2 separate regions of the Rattus norvegicus genome follow, and region 1 is linked to region 2. The links are chromatin contacts, called in public Hi-C maps. All regions are on one chromosome and are shown on one strand. Each heading gives the region's core, a stretch centred on a gene start, on an enhancer-like site or on the middle of the called end of the contact. The rest is flanking DNA. Distances are from core to core; before and after follow the strand shown.

Region 1 (4,877 bases), core at 302-2,801, 82 kb after region 2:
CATTGGTGCCCAACAAGGCCATCTTCTGCTACATATGCAGCTGGAGCCATGGGTCTGTCCATGTGTACTGTTTGGATGGTGGTTTAGTCTCTGGGAGCTCTGGTTGGTTGGGATTTTTGTTCTTATGGTGTTGCAAACTCCTTCAGCTCCGCCAATCCTTTCTCTAACTACTCCAATGTGGACCTTGTTCTCAGTTCAATGGTTGGCTGCTAGTATTCACCTCAATATTTGTCATGCCCTGTCAGAGCCTCTCAGGAGACATCTATATCAGGCTCCTGTCAGCATGCACTTCTTGACATCAGCAGTACTGTCTGGGTTTAGTAGCTGTATATATATGGGATGGATCCCCAGGTGGGGTAGGCTCTGAATGGCCATTCCTTCAGTCTGCACCAAACTTCGTCTCTGTATCTCCACTTATGAATATTTTTGTTCCCCCTTTTAAGAAGGACTGAAGCATCTACACTTTGGTTGTCCTTCTTCTTGAGCTTTATGTGGTCTGTGGATTGTATTTTGGGTAATCCCAGCTTTTGGGATGATATTCACTTATCAGTGAGTGCATACCATGTGTGTTTTATGATTGGGTCACCTCACTCAGGATGATATTTTTTTAGTTCCATCCATTTGCCTGTGAATTTCATGAAGTGATTGTTTTTAATAGCTGAGTAGTACTCCATTGTGTAGATGTACCACATTTTTTGTATCTATTCCTCTGTTGAAGGGCGTCTGGGTTCTTTCCAGCTTCTGGCTATTATAAATAAGGCTGCTATGAACATAGTGGAGCATGTGTCTGTGTTGTATGTTAGAGCATCTTTTTGGGTACATGCTCAGGAGTGGTATAGCTGGGTCCTCAGGTAGTACTATGTCTGATTTACTGAGGAACCTTCACACTGATTTCCAGAGTGGTTGTACCAGCTTGTAATCCCACCAACAATAGAGTGTTCCTCTTTCTCTACATCCTCACCACTGTCTGTTGTCACCTGAGTTTTTTCCAGGAGCTCTGACACACCCAAAAGCAGAGCTAAGACCACCACTTCTGCTCTGAGGGACCTGCCTGCATCTTAGTCATTCTGACTGATGTGAGGTGGAATCTCAGGGTTGTTTTGATTTGCATTTCCCTGATGACTAAGGATGTTGAACATTTTTTTAGGTGCTTCTCAGTCTTGGTTTCTGTTGTTTAGGTGTCTCTGGTGTTAGTTGGATTTGCTGTCTCTGACAGTGACTTGACCCTCCTGTAAGCCTGTGTGTCAGCACTCCTGGAGACTGGCTTTCTTCCAGAGAGATCTGGGTACAAAGAGCTGTGTCACAGGGTCAGTTCCGGGCACAGGTGGAAACTGGAAGGATCCTGTCCCAGACTGCTTTTGGGTTCCTGTGTTCTGAGGGCTCCAGGCAGGTCCCTTGGAGCAGAAGTGGTGGTCTTAGCTCTGGTTTTGGGTGTGTCAGAGCTCCTTGAGACTGGCTTTCAGGTCTGGGTGCAGGCGGAGACTGGAAGGATCCTTTCCCTGAAGGCTCCTAGATTCCCCAGAGGGCTCTAGGCCGGTTCCTCTTGGGACAGCAATGTGATCAGAAGTGGTTGTGTCCCCTGACTTCTCAGGATTGTCTGTGCTTCTAGACTCCTTTTGTTAGTTCTACGTCTAATATGGACAGAGCAGGTTAGGGTAGAAGAGCTATTTGGGCAGGTTAAACCAAGAGGTTGGAAATGGCTTGGGTGAAATGAAGTTAGGTGGACAGATGACTGGCGTACAAGCTTGGAGTGCTAGGGTAGATCTGGATGGGTAGAAGGGTTTGGTGTGGCATAGGAAGGGCTTGGGCATTGTGAAAATAGGTAAGGAAGGTCCTGGCAGAAGTCTAGAGATCAGTTGTGACATAGATAGTAGAGGACAGACTAGACCAGAGCACTGGATGTGGAGTCTGGGTTACATCGAGCTGCTTGGGGAGAAGGTATGGATAAGAGGGTCAGGGGGACTCACTGATGTAGACCCTGGAGAAGGAAATGGGGGTTCTGGTTGTGTGGACAGGTTGGATGTAGTGCAGAAGGGACTTGGAAGTGCTCCAGGGACTTTGGTGGCTTCTGGTTTGCTAATTGTTTCCTCTTGTAGAGGAAGTTAGCATCCCCCCTCACCAAAGTTGTCCTTCACCAACTTACCTGCCTGTCTGTAGGTAGCCACAGATAGCTCCTGAGAGCCATCCTATTGTACCTCTGACCCAGAATGTGCAGTTTGAGACAAGGGTGCCAGGAAATCCAAATCCAGAGAGTTCCCAGGTGGTGGGTGAGGAACTAGACTATTGTTCTGCAATCTCTGGGCTCTGTTCACACCCAGTCTTTGATGACTAGCTACCCTGAAGGCCACCTTCAGCCATGTCTGTACGTTGGGCTACTCCTGCATTCATGTGGAGGGGTCTTCAGCCCTCTGGTTTCTGAACTCTCATTCTGAAGGTCTGTTAAGTCTGCACACTTCTCTCATTCCTGCCTGGGCATCTCTGCCCAGAATCTCTGATTGCTGGGAAACTTAGCCTTCCAAGCTGAGAAAGCTGCTTGTCTCTTTCTTGTTCCTGGATGCTGTTCTCCAGTCCTTTCACCTCCCCTGGGTGTTGAATAAACCTGTCCTCACTTCACTTCCTACTGAAACTCCAGACCTCATCCCAAGACTTGCAGGTGTTATATCTCAGGAGCTTTCTGTTGCCTGGCTCTACCTCAGGAATCTCCTTGAAGTCTACACCATTTGTAGAAAATAGTAGGTTTTCCAAAGCAGCACACTGTGGACATTATAATTACTGGCTTTTTGGTCTATCTCCCTTACTGCATTATTAATCTGCTAACTCATCACTAGATAAGTTTTGCATACAGGAGACGGATAAACACTTGCTAAATACAATGAAGACTGTGTTGGTTTTGATAGAACGTATGTTTAGAAGGTTATTTTCTATAATTAAGAAGTTGTGCAACCCAGGACACAGCAGGGAAGAAGATGAGGAGATTAGATTGTGAGGAAGATCACCGTTCATGAGTGGAAGGCAACATCAGGCTTCTCAAAGGGCATATGCTGCCACCTCATGGCCTGTTTAGGTCATGACAGCCTTGGCAGTCTTTTGGACTCTTAAAATTAATTTTTAACTTTATTTTTTTTTTTTTTTTACTTTTCAGCCTTAATTTACTTTATTTTTCCCGCATAAACTTCCTTATATGGTAGCCACAGTTGGAACCTAGGTTCTCTGAAGGGGTTTTGTTGTGGGTTTTCATAGGATGGACATTGAATTCCTGACAAGGAGACTTTCCGGAGGCTGGGGGATCGAGTAGCTGTAGGTCTTGGAGAGAGCACCGAAGATGGCTTTGACAAAGTTTCCTAGGGTGGTAGTGAAGCACCTGGACGATGTGGAACAGTCATCAATACTGGCCTCCATCAGCAACTTCTTGGGCACAGGGGCAGAGACAATGCCAGTGCCTCTCAGGGCAAGGATGAGATGCACCATCACAAGCCACAGCTACCTGTCACCTTGCATGAAACACTGCCTCAACCAGTTGCCAACCTTATTCCCTCAGTAGCTTCTCTGCCCAGAGACGATGGAAAGCTTGGCCAAGATGATGACCCCTCCGATGGCAGTGGTTACTTCCTTGGAGGATTTAACACCAAGACCACTGTAGTCTCCAGTTGCAGCCAGAGCCTTGAAGCTGGTTGGTTGGTCAGCCTGAGTTTGCTTCCCACACCAACAAGACCTTTAGAACTTCAACCTTTAGGGATGTGCCCAGGAAAAAGTCGATAAACTCAGATTCCCTGATGATCAGGAACTGATGGTCAGGAAGAACAGGGGGATTGATTACCTCCTAGGGTTTCGATCTTCATGTCCTTGACTAGGCAGCTCAGTTGTTGATGGGAATCCACTCCTTGTCTTTAGCTTTACTTCCATGAGCCCTGTGTCCTCAAGCATGAGCAGGGGTCCCAGGACTGCTGCTAACTCATCTGTGGAAGCTGCATGGCCTCCTATTGGCTGTTTGGTGTTTTCCCAAAGAAGTGAGCGCTATAGGCTCCGAACTAGGCAGCAGAATAGAGCTGGCTCTGACCGTAGAGATCTGGGTGAGCTTGTCCTGAGGGTGTGAAGGGGACAGCTGGCCCCTGCCACTCATCTGCAGTGAGGTGGGATGGGCATGGGGGTGATACTCTTCCCCTCTCACTCCTTGCCACCTGTGGTAGTTTGGAAAGTAGCTGGTCATCACTAGGTACAGCACTTAGGAGATTTAATTCTCCTGGACAGCAAAGTGCCGACGAGCCACCTGGAGGGTATGTGGGAATAGCTGGTCCTGCTTCTCATCTGTTGTGAGGTGGTGTGGGTATGGGGAAGATGCCCTCTTTCTCTCTTACTGTAACCTGAGGCAGTTGGGTGAACCAGTCCAGAGGATGTGAGAACTGGAGAGCGCTTGATGAGCTCTGCACCTCGACCAGGGCAGAACAGTAGAGCTGGCTCTGGTGGTGTGGGTACAGGTGAGCCTGCCCCAAGGGCGCGAGAGAAGGAGAGCTGACCCTGCCCCCTGCTGGCTGCAACATTGCGTGAGTTAGCTGGAGCCGGGCTGAAGAGCTCGCCCTAGTGGTGCAAGTGTGGGAGAGCAGCAGGCTGACCAACTCAGCAAATACCCAGGTCCAGATCCAGGGCTTCGATTTGGTCCACCCCCAAATCTACCTCATTTATGAACTGCTGGAGCTGAAGCATGTGAAGCAGCCAATCCTGCAGAACGAAAGCTCCAGAATCTTCATGAAATAAGGCAACTACAGGATATCTGGGAGGAGTCCTTGTGAGGATTCAGTATTGATAGTATAGTGATAGGCCTTGAACCAGACTATCGCAATGACCCAGTGCAATGAACATCTGCAAGGAAAGATGTGTGG
Region 2 (4,722 bases), core at 705-3,204:
CTTAGGTCCTGGGCTCTCCACTGCCCTCCCTTATTGTGTTACATTCCTCTGCAATAGTCCTTGTTTCAGAAGGATGACTGATTTGCATGCCTGTCCTTCCTCCACTTCCCCATTTCCCTGTATCCCTCCCTCACTTGAATCAGAACTGAGATTCTTCTCATAGAGCCATGTTATCTTCCCCTTCATTCAGCCAAAGGCCTGCCATATAGTGGGTGCGCAGTAAATACTTACTAACACTGAGCATGGATGAGGGGTAAAGGTGGAAGGTGCTTTTAGGAAGGGCTCTGAACATGAACATCTTGGAGGATGAACCAGAAAGTTGAAGTGTGTGAGACTACGTAGGTGTGTGTGTCTCTGAGACTTCAGGCACTGGGCAGGGGTATCTTTAAATCATCATCTCTGGGATACCTGCAGGGCTCAGTCCTGAATGCTGCATTCATTGCTGTGTTCCACATCCCCAACATTGAGTCAGGCACAACAGGTGCCTCTGAATCATAACCACTGACTTTCTGAAGTGCAAATGCAGACAAAACCAGTTCTCTTCAAAGAACACTCTCAGCCACCATTCCTTACCCTGGATGGAATCATGGCAGGTCCATAGCCTTTTTAGTATCTCTGAGGTCATGACCTACAGGTAGTGGAAAGTCCACCTGAAGGTTTCCATTCTGGTTCTATTCAAAGGCTTCCTCTGCTCCAGCCAGGCCTACCCTGCAATGGGGAAGGGACACATGGAGCCTCTTTACTCTTTTAGCAATCTGTCATCATCTATGTGTCTGCCTGCTCTTCTGATTAGGGAGAATAGAGCCACAAGGAGTCACATGCATTCTGACCATCACCCTCATAATCCTCAAGATGTGTTGACTCCTGTGGGTTTGTCTCTTCACCTGATGAGATCACTTATGACAAACCTCACCAGGATCCAGCTAACATCTGCACTCGGACTCTGGTGGGGTTAAGTTGTTCTGTAGGCAGAGCCTATATTTTAGGGATTGTTATCTGATCATGAGACCTCAATAATTGCCTAAACATCAGGTGGCAGTGCAGTTGACTTCCTAGCAGCCATCTTTCCTCACTGACTTTGGGACAGGCCGCCTCCCACCTTCAGAATGTTCTACACTTGGGTCAGGAGCCATTTCCTGTATTTTCCATTACATGAACCGGCTTCAGTCAATTGAAAGGTTCTCTTAGTGAACTTCCCACTTGGTCTAGGGGAATAGTGCCTGCTTTCCTCTGTTATGGGGATGAGGTGGGAAGAAATGGCACCCCCAAACACCCCAGCTTTCTCTCTGGGTAATCCTAGACTGTCTTTTTTTGAGGTGAGGGTAGGGTTGTTGTGTGTGTTGGACTTAGACTCCTGCCTAGAATATTCCCCATAGGGGACCAAGAGTTTCTCCAGAATGCTTAGAAATGTACCCCCTTTACCTTCTACTTTGGGGCCACTGTAATTGAAGCAGTGAAGGCTTTGGGGTCTGGAGAATGAGTGAATGGATGGAATTGCCTTTGGGAGGTCTTGGTGTTGCTTCCTTTAGGGGGAGGAAGGAGGCTAGGAGGAGGAAGGGAGACCAGCAAGGGAGACAAAGGGGCTCAGCTCTGGGTCCCGTGGGTAGATTGTATGGTAATTGTAAAAGGACCCAGTAAGTCCCCAGTGCCCAGAGGCTGGCTATGGGTCCAGTTGGTCCTTGCTATTATCCTTGTGTTCATTTTCATCTGTCCAACCACTACCCTTTTTGAGGCTTTGCCCCTCATTTCTAGGGCAGCTGTCTTTCTTATTTCCATATCCTTTTGGTATTACTTCAAAACCTAATACCCTTCTTACACTGTGGCTATGTGACTGCAGACCCGGGTGATCCGAGAACCTTGTCTCTTCATTTCATGAGCCCTGGACAAGCCTCTTGTGTGCAGTCTCCCTCAAAGCTCTGGAATGTAGGAGGCAGTCTACAGTGGCTCATAACTGCAGTGTGGTTTCACACGCACACTTGGGTGACGGGCAAGTTGGTACTTGTAGCTGACCTCGGGTTAGAGTGAGGTGACGTGACTAATTTGGGCAGATTTGGAACCCTGTTGGAGTTTCAGGAGGCAAGTTTGAGGACATGGAAAGGGGAATTGGTCAGTGAACATCTCCTAGCTGACACCCTCTGAAATGTTCTGAGGACATGGAGTCCTCTGGCTATTTTACAAACAGCAACTTTTCACAAACAAAGCATCAGAGGGTGGCCTTTTCTCCAAGCCTGTAATTTAGCTCTTGTGGATGATGTCACCCTGGCCACAGTGATTGTTGAAAGAGGTGGATAAACAAGATGAATCAGGCCAATCAGAGCTGTAAATTAACCTGGTCTTTTATTACTAAGGGTATAAAATCATTACAATATGAAGAATATTCCTGACATGAAAGAGGACGAGAGATTAACATACAGAATAATCACTGACCATAGAAAAGGGAGGGAACGTTCAGGAGCCAGAACATCGCATCCTTAGAGAGGAAGGGGCAGCTGGGACAGGGTGGGATGTGTGTTCAGGAAGTGATTTTGGTGGACATTACTGCACAGGATATGAAGTTGGGTTATATATAGTGGTATATATAACTTTGCATTGAAAATTAGTATATGTAGCTTTTTATCATGTAGTAATATAGATGCCATAGGCTTCTTTACTTGGCAAGGGAAACTCCACAAAACAACTGAAAACCAGATAAAACAGAAACTATGAACGTCATGGGCCAGTAATAAGGAAGCACTCTGAAAATATACTTTGGACAAATGACATTTAGTGTCTTAATGGTTTTTGTTTACTAGACTGATACAACCTTAGACTTGGTGACTTCCCAGTGCCAAAAGCTGAGAGGAACGAGGTCAAAGGGCTTCTTAGTTTACAAATGTTGCCTTCCAAAAACATTTAAAAACTGTTACATTTATATAATGGGTTTTAGTCTCCCCCACCCAGTCCCCTTAATCTCCCCTCCACCTCCCACTGAAACCTTTCTTCCCAGCAATCCCACCTCCTATTTTCACCTCTTCTTTTTTGTGTGATCCACTGAGCTTAACTAGAGTTTCTTTCCAGAGAGCAAGTGTGACCTTATTTGATGGAGCACAGGGAACTTATCAGTGACTACACCACTAAAGAAAATGAAATCTAAGGTTATAAAATTACCACACTATGAAGACTATTCCTAGTGAGAAAGAGAAAGAAGATAACATACTACCTCTACCCTAACAGCTGTTGACTAACAATAGTCCCTCAGGGAGGGACTGGGTATCATTGCAAAAAGGCATATGCAAGCACTGGTTTGATGAAAATATAAAAGTAAGGAAAACTCACTAACAAAGTGAAGCAAAATTTATTTGTGGCATGATGGCTGTCACATTTACCTTTCTGTAAAGAGGATGGGTCACTTTTACAATTCCAAAGAGAAAAAAGCGTGAAAAAGAAAAGTTAAAAATGGCATCTTGGGATTGAGGAGATGACTCAGTGTAAGTGCTCACTGTGGGAGCCCAAAGACATGAGTTTGAGTCTCACTGGGTCTTGGCAGCCATGTTGAAAGCTGGGAGTGGTGGAGAGGTAGATGCAGGCAATTCCCCAGGACGTGATGGCTAGCCAGCCTAGTCTAAACAGCAAGCCCCGGATTCCTCAGTCTAAAAAGGCAAAAACAAACAAACAAACAAACAAAACAAACAAACAACAACAACAACAAACAGAGCAAAACAGAACAACCCCAAAAGCCCAAAGTGGACCATGCCCGAGAGGAGCACCTGAAGCTGTCCTCTGGCCCCAGATGCATGAACGTACTCACTAGATGAACACAACACATGTACAAATATAACACCCTACAAATCATCCTTATATAATTAATACATATATAATTACATATGCCAATAAAAACAAAAATCCTTAATTCTCAGACTATACTCAGGGTGAGAATCTTATCCATCTTGTGTATTTTCCCTTCTCCAATGTTCAGGGCACCCTGGTGTCCAGCAGGTACTGAATGAATTGAGTGCTGGAGGGAAGCCAGGGAGAGGAGGCCTTAGGGGGAAGGGAGGCAAAGGTGTCCTGATCTTGCTTGGGTTAGCTGAGGACTTGGTCTCTTCCCTGAAGGCCACTCAGAGCTTTACTGTTCCAAAGTGCTTTGCGGTGACTGGCTTCTCCAAGATGGATCCCAGTCTCGCTGAGGATCTTCAAGGCTCCTTAGTGTCTGTATCTGCTGTGACCTGTGCACTGGTCCTTGATGTTGTTTAGAGAGCACAGAGGGCATAGCAGATGTGATGGGTAGGTTGTTGGGTGACACATGGATACTAGGGAAATAAACACCATCGGCCCTTGGAAGGATTAGGTCATAGCCATTTGCTGTCATGGGAAGCTGGAAGCCACGTCAGCAGGCAAGGAACAGCTCCTGTGTTCTGCACTTCTCTCTCTCTCTCCTTTTTCTCTTTCTTTCTTTCTTTTTCCTTCCTTCCTTCCTTCCTTCCTTCCTTCCTTCCTTCCTACTTCCTTCCTTTTTTTTGAGACAGGGTTTCTCTGTATAGTCCTAGAACTTGCTATGTAGACCAGGCTGGCCTTGAACTCAGAGATCTGTCTGCCTTGCCTCCTGAATGCTAGGATTAAAGGCAAGTGCCACCATCACTTGGCTGACACCAATTTCTTTGCTAGTGTGTCTTTCCCCTCAAGAAACAATAACATGACAACAACCAGTATAAGGAAGGCAGGAACCTTGTCACAGCAGAAAAC

Evidence for each region. A called contact is a pair of places that touch in the nucleus more often than the background predicts.
Region 1: a Hi-C map of the A7r5 cell line shows a contact between it and region 2, with 2.5 times the contacts expected there. The contact joins the promoter of Pglyrp4 here to the enhancer-like site in region 2. A contact is called at or near these places in 3 of 12 Hi-C or Micro-C datasets (the A7r5 cell line, frontal cortex and mammary epithelial cells).

What each region holds. Positions count from the first base shown.
Region 1 is chr2:178,498,687-178,503,563 of GRCr8, forward strand. Pglyrp4 (peptidoglycan recognition protein 4) reads left to right here and starts at 1,552. Exons shown (of 9, transcript NM_001412554.1): 1 at 1,552-1,938.
Region 2 is chr2:178,415,832-178,420,553 of GRCr8, forward strand. No RefSeq gene overlaps it. Among named protein-coding and RNA genes, the nearest start is that of S100a6, 20 kb to the left of the region's middle. Within about 2 kb of position 1,955, at least 1 of the 93 cell types and tissues checked has an H3K27ac peak or open chromatin away from gene starts, as enhancers often do. A contact at or near this core is called in the A7r5 cell line, where this site is marked.